Linked DNA regions of Sus scrofa: region 1 is linked to region 2. A link is a contact called in public promoter capture Hi-C data. All regions are on one chromosome and are shown on one strand. The core of a region is the stretch at or near the end of the contact, and the rest is flanking DNA. Distances in the headings are between cores, read along the strand shown.

What was found. Promoter capture Hi-C pulls out the DNA fragments that hold promoters and counts their contacts.
Region 1: a contact with region 2 is called in a promoter capture Hi-C map of liver, with 8 times the contacts expected there. The contact joins the promoter of RAB3GAP1 here to the promoter of UBXN4 in region 2. A contact is called at or near these places in 2 of 5 promoter capture datasets (fetal skeletal muscle and liver) and 2 of 2 datasets of contacts at active chromatin or transcription factors (alveolar macrophages and skeletal muscle).

What each region holds. Positions count from the first base shown.
Region 1 is chr15:16,891,804-16,895,208 of Sscrofa11.1, reverse strand. RAB3GAP1 (rab3 GTPase-activating protein catalytic subunit) reads left to right here and starts at 2,061. Exons shown (of 27, transcript XM_013983945.2): 1 at 2,061-2,150; 2 at 2,252-2,307. The coding sequence starts at 2,133.
Region 2 is chr15:16,204,370-16,207,829 of Sscrofa11.1, reverse strand. UBXN4 (UBX domain-containing protein 4) reads left to right here and starts at 1,319. Exons shown (of 13, transcript XM_021074795.1): 1 at 1,319-2,257.

The sequences.
Region 1 (3,405 bases), core at 812-3,311, 690 kb before region 2:
GGAACTCCCAGAATCTTGAAAATTATCTTTGATGCCTACCTTTTCCTTATTCCTCGTTTAATCCATCATCAGGTCCTGTATATTGTATGTCCAGAATATGTATCGAATCAGTTCACCTTGTCTGCTGACCACCCTAGGCAAAGCCTCCACACCATCACTCCCTGGATGCTTTGACAGTCACTAGCTGTTCCTACCTCTTCTTTTGCACCACCAGCACCCCCAATCCAATCCTATCACATCCAGATTTTTGCAAAATGTAAACTGGCTCACTTTACTCTCTTGCTTAAAACATTTTAGTGATGTCTATTTTGCTTCACATAAGGGCCATATAGAAGGCTCTATATGGCCTGGCCTATGCCTTCCTTTCTAACTTCATTGTAACCACTGTGTTCTAGGTGTCTGATTTCAGTTCATTAGATAGACCAGATCTTCCTAACTTTCAGCCTCTGGATGTGCTACTCTCTCTCCGCTTAGAGGCTTTCTCGGCCCCTATCCTGGCTGTCTCCATTTTATCCTTCATTTGTCCTCCAAGATTCTTCTTGTTAAGGTCACCATTGATTGGCCTCCACATTGATAACAGTGATACTAATACATTTAACACCTCTGTTCATAGGCAGTAGATTTCCCGTCTTCCTACTCCATCTTGAGTTCCTTGAAATCTGAGATAATACCTGCACTATATCTTCATTACCCTGGAGCCTAGTGCTATGATTGGCTTATGGTAGGTATTTAATAAATGCTTATAAATGAATGAAGGTGCAAGTTGGGACAGATTGCTGCAGAAGTAGCCCCAAACTCCCACTAGTATAATGAACAAAAACTAGAAGAAATATCAAGAGACAGGAGTTAAAGGCTTAGCACTGGCAATAACTATTCTTGAAATTCTCTGGCCTTAGTTTCCTCATTGCACCATCTACATCACCAAATTTTTTATGTCTCTTTCTCTTATTTTAGGGTTAAATTTTTTAATTGCTTAAGCCATTTTTTCTGGTTCCTCTACCCCCACATTTGAATTACAAAAAAAAAAAAATCTTTAAATGATATTTAAATTTTTAAAAAACTTTTAATTATGAAAAAATTCACCCTTACAGAAGGAAAGAGAATATTATAAATACACATGTACCCATCATTGGCTTAATCAATTACCCACTCATCGCTGATTTGTTTTATTTCTATCCTTATCCACTTCTCCCTCCCATTATTTTGAAGCAAACCCTGGACATGGTATGATTTTCTCTGTAAATAATAGAGTATGTATGAGAAATAATTTCTAACTGCTGGCACCTATTCTGTTTCTGAATGGCTTAAAAGTTTTCATTGAACAGCATGTTGCTCTTCCCAGAAACCAGATAACTAGCATGATTTTATTTCATGACTTAGGCAAACTGCTTAAGTTCTTTGAGGAGTGGGGCGGTGAGGAAAGGTGGGTTATAAAGCACTTAGCTCAGTGCCTTGCAATCAATCAGTAGAGGTTGAATGAAAAACAAAATGTGTGTTGGGTTTCTTATTTATTTACTTATTTATTTATTTTGTTTTTTTGCCATTTCTTGGGTCGCTCCCACGGCATAGGGAGGTTCCCAGGCTAGGAGTCGAATCGGAGCTGTAGCTGCCAGCCTACTCCAGGGCCACAGCAACGCAGGATCCGAGCCGCGTCTGCGGCCTACACCATAGCTTGCCACAACGCGGGATCGTTAACCCACTGAGCAAGGGCAGGGACCGAACCCGCAACCTCATAGTTCCTAGTCGGATTCCTTAACCACTGCACCACGACGGGAACTCCTGTTGGATTTTTTAAAACAAGTTAAATGCTTCTAGGGCCTTGTCTTATCTCCTTGGCTCTGTTCCCTTCCTAATTCATTAAGGGAAATTTTCAAATTTTATTAAATCATCCAGAGAACGAGGAGTTGAGGGCAGAGTAAGATTCCCTTCCCAGGAACAAAAGCATTTAAAAAAAAAATTTTTTTTTTCAGATGATTTCAACCTATGAAGAGGACTCACTATCAGGACTCACTATCAGGAGGCGGGGCCTCCGGGGGTGGGACTGCGCAGAGGCTCCTCCCCCTGTTCTCCCCACCCCCGTCCTCCAGCTCTTCTTCCCGGCATCCCTAGCGCCCGCCTTGGCGCTCCTCAAGATGGCGGCCGACAGTGAGGTGAGGTGTTTGTTTCATACCTATCCCTGTCTCTATTTAAGTTCGATTCTCCGCGTCAGCGCTCAGGCGCTCAATTCCTTTCTTTCTTCCCCTTCCCGCAGCCCGAGTCCGAGGTGTTTGAGATCACGGACTTCACCACTGCCTCAGAATGGGAAAGGTAAGGTCGTGTGTTTGGTTACCAACACTTTGGGCCCCGGCGTCTCCCCTGTCACTCCCCTAACAGAGCCCACTGGTGACGCCACTTATGCGGGAAAAGTAAAACCTTGGCTGCCCGCGTCTCCGCTTCCTCCCTTCTCGGGTCAGCCGCAGGCTTCTTCCGCATCTCCTGGCTGACAAGCCCCGGCCCGTCCCCCTTCAGCCAAACCCGGAGCCTCCGGCTCTCCGAAGTTTTGTTTTCTCTGCCCAAGGACCACTCTCCTTAGACCTTTGGTTTTCTAGTTGTTGTCCATCTGCAGAAACAGTTGTCGAGGCTATAACTTCCGTTTAACTCAAGTTCTAGTAAGCAATAAACTTCACAGCTGCCTTTTTTTTTTTTTTTTTTTTTTTTTTTTCCTTCCCGGGTACATCCTTTTCAGGAGGAGGCCTTTCTTCAGAGTCGTGGTGGGCTCTGCCACACACTCACCTTCTCCATCCTGTCTTTTAGAATAACTTTTTGAAATAGTCTGTGTCTGGTTTTGGAACGCTTTGATTCAGATTGTTCCATGTCATTGGGTGCTTTGCCCAGGCGTCCTGTGCCTTCAAACTCCAGTGAACAGCTGAGTCAAACTGTTGGCTCACTGAAATTAGTTGAAGGCCTAGTTTGTGGATGACTGATAGCTTAGATCAAGAGGTTAACAGTTTTGATGTCGCAGAGGTCCTTCAGGTTTTCTGGGTGATGAGGTTGCAACGTTTTATAATCCTAAAATCTTGCCGGTCGGGAGAAGTTTGTGGAATCCATGTCATCAAACGACATATGAAAATATAAAACATCTCTGCTGGGAAACTAGTTTGACCCGTGGTATCCCTCTTAAAAGACAGTAAGACATAACCACATTGGCAAGGCTTTATTGAGCAGGTATTGTGTGTTCAGAACTATACTAACAGAAAAGAACAAAAACAAAACGAAAGCCTTGATCCATGTGTTTTAAAAAAAACAAAACAGCAAATAGTTAAATTTTAAGCCAGCTAGTACTAACTATAAAAATAGTAGTTTAAGGATGATGTTGTTGTGGATTATAATTGTTGGAAGTATTTACATAAGAAAAGATAGGAAATG
Region 2 (3,460 bases), core at 70-2,569:
TGGGACCTACATCACAGCTCAAGACAACATGGGATCCTTAACTCACTGAGTGAGCCCCAGGGATCAAATCCACACCCTCATGGATACTAGTCAGGTTTGTTACTGCTGAGCCACAGCAGGAACTCTCCTAATATTTAATTCTAACACTAGGAATAATTAATCGTTCCACTGCAAGGGTATATACATTAATCGAATTTTAAGGAATCCATTTAAAGTTGATGTTAAAGATCAACTCTAACTCTTCCTGAGCAACAGTGTCCTATATAAGCAGCAACTATCTGTAAGATTACTGTCTATAATCAGCATTATGTTTGTTTATAATAACACTATATGTGAGGCCTGGTTGGAAAAAAGTAAATAAAAATTGGAATGTTAGCTATTTTTAGGTTAAATATTTGTAGAAAATGGGTATTTTCGGATGTAGCCCCTCCTTAGCCCTGCAAAGATTGTCAAATGGTTGTACTGCTGGAGAAGAAATTTAAGTCATGTAGAATGTACAATATAAGAGCGTATGCAACTGTAAATAAACCATACATGCCTTTAGCCAATAGTTATTAGAGACCATATACTTTCATGAAAGTATTAAATATGGATCGGTTTTCATTTTAATGACAACCTACCAGAAAGTGCCATATCTTGATTATAATACATTATCACATATTGTCATAAACAAAATTCTTCTTTTGTAGTACAATGAAAAGTAGCTGGAAAATAAATCATTATCTATTCTCTGGCTTCAACTTACTGTAGAAAGCAACTGTGGCAACAGCATAGCTAAGTGTTATGAGGTTTGAAACGATCTCTAACCAATGACTAGGAAATTACTCAAGGTCTGCATCGAACCAATACCTCCCCTGTACCACACTCTGTATGGTATTACAAAAGGTTCTTTTCTTCAAGGTTGAGCTGATAAATTAAGATCAAAAGAAATCAAAGCCTTGTCGTGAATCCCCACAAAGCCCACTTAGTCCCTTACCCAGAGACACCCACGCTATCTCACAATGGTCACTAATAGTAATACAGAATTACATCGTCCCAAAGGCAGGGTTCCACTCAGGGCGGGGACGATTTCCTCCACTTTCAAGGTCTCAATAAAGCCAAGAATGGCATCTCTCGGCGAGAAGCACTACTTCTCCTCTTTATAGATTGTGAAGTGACTCACTACCGCCCCTTTAGCGGTGCGCGAGAAACCAGTTATATTTTCCACAGAGTTAAAGGGACCTAGCCTAAGAAGCCTACAATTCCCATCATGCCTTAGGAAGGCGCCGCCGACGCGCCTTAGCTACTAGTCATCCTTCCTACTACCTCCGTCCACTTCCGGGACTGCCGGGCCTGCGGCCTTGTAGGATAGCGCACCCACCGACTTGCCAACAAGACAAGTCACCGGGGTGCCTAGACGACGGCGACGTGTGGTGTCACGTGTCGCGGGGCGCTCCTCGTCTGCGCGCTTGCGCGCGTCCCAGAGGGCCTCTGACCGGCTTGCGCGCCTGTGCGGGGCCGGAGGCGGGGGGCGGACCAGCTGCGGCTGCGGAGGCCGCGGGGCCCGAGGACGGAGAGGGCGGGGTCAGCTCCGGGACCGCGGCGACAACACACCAAACGAGCGATAGGGCCCGAGGGCAACGATGCTGTGGTTTCAGGGCGCCATTCCGGCCGCCATCGCATCAGCCAAGAGGAGCGGCGCGGTCTTCGTGGTGTTCGTGGCAGGTGAAAGAGGCGAGGGCCCGAGATGTGGCCGGGTCATTCCCCACCCCGCCCCGGCCTACGTCCAACCCCAGAAGCCCCCTGCCTTTCGTCCTCGTGCTGAGGGGCCCGGCCTGTCGGTGCTGACTGGCTTCTCAGCGCCTCCCCCGTCCGTTTGGAGCTCACCGGGCTTTGCCCCCACCACCGGCTTCTCCCGGCCTTGTCCGGAGAGCGCGCCTAGCCCCGCCGTCACCTCTCTGTGCGGGGCGAGGGGAAGAGCGGAGCAGGCCCTCGCCCGCCCTGCCCCGCAGCTCCCCGCCGAGCCTTACTCCGGGCCGCCTGCGGAGTTGTTGCTCACAGACCCCCACCGCCCCCGTTGGAGATTTCTGTCTCCGAGGACCCGCTTCGGGAAACTTTAAAGCCGCTGTCATTAGTGTTGAGGTGCGGGGAGAGACAGGCCATTAGCCAGGCAGGCAGTTTGTAACTAGTTGTGGACTGCCAGGAAGAAAGCTGTGTCATAGGTAATCCACAAAGAGAAACCACCTGATGTCACGTTCCTGAGACGCAAACTTTTCAGGTCTCTATAGGTTTGACTTTTTAAACAATGTTATGGGGGGTGGGGTGGAGAATCTAATCTTTTTCTTATTTTAACCATTTGTTTAGAAGAAGTAGATACAGAGGCTTTGGCTATCTTTGTTGTCTTCCTAGTTTCATAGCTGCAGTTTCAGGTGTACTGACTCATTTATCCTAAGTTGCTCTGGGATTTATTACTGAAATCTTCTATTTTTCAGTAAACAGATGCTTCTGTGGTTTTGTTGATCCTCATTATGTAAACCAAGTCAGTGTTTGTGACTACCGTTAATTCGAGGTGTATTATTTCAACTATTTGTGTTTAATAGCAGTTTGGTCATTATTAACTCATGACTTGGGAAAATAGATAATAGCCCTATAGCTTTATGCACTACAGTGAAGACGAAGTTGCTGAAACGTGAGTTTCACTTAACATTAAAGTTGGAATTTCAGATTGTTTTAAATTCTGCTAAAATTTTAGTGCAGTGCTATTAATTAGAAGAACTTGGGTAGTTTAGATTCTCTTATGCTGTTTTTGTTTGTTTTTGGCGGCGCTTGTGGCATGTGAAAGTTCCAGGGCCAGGGGTCAAACCCCTGCCAGACCACAGTGTGACAATGCCAGATCCTTACCCTCTAGTCCACCAGGGAACTTACACTATTATCCTGTGTTAGTGTTGTATTTCACATAAATGTCATAAACGTATAAGGAATTAAGTGGATAAATAGGAAAAGGAAAATTAAATGATACTTAGTATGCTTTAAGAGAACAGTTACGTTTTGTGACATTTTATGTTGTGTTTTCCCATATAATCTCAATTGATCCTTGCAGTTGGTGGAACAAGATTATACCTATTTTATAGACAAGGAAATATATTCACAGTAAAGTGATATGTAAGAGGGTCAGAAAAAGAATTTATATCTTTTGACAGATTTTATTTTTTAGCAACTTCAAAAAAAGAGTATCTTTTTTGTTTCTGAAAGAAAAAACCGAACAGTTGTAGACTCTAGGTAGTTAATGAAATTAGTGTACAAATCAGGAAACCTAGGATTATAGTAGTCATATTTTTAAGTGAAAAACGCTTTTTTGGGGGGTCTATTTTGGGGCTGCACCCGAAGCATATGGAGGTTCCCAGGCTAGGGGTCAAATCTAAGCTACAGCTGCTGGCCTACACCATAGCCACAGCAACTGCAGATCCGAGCTGCATCTGCA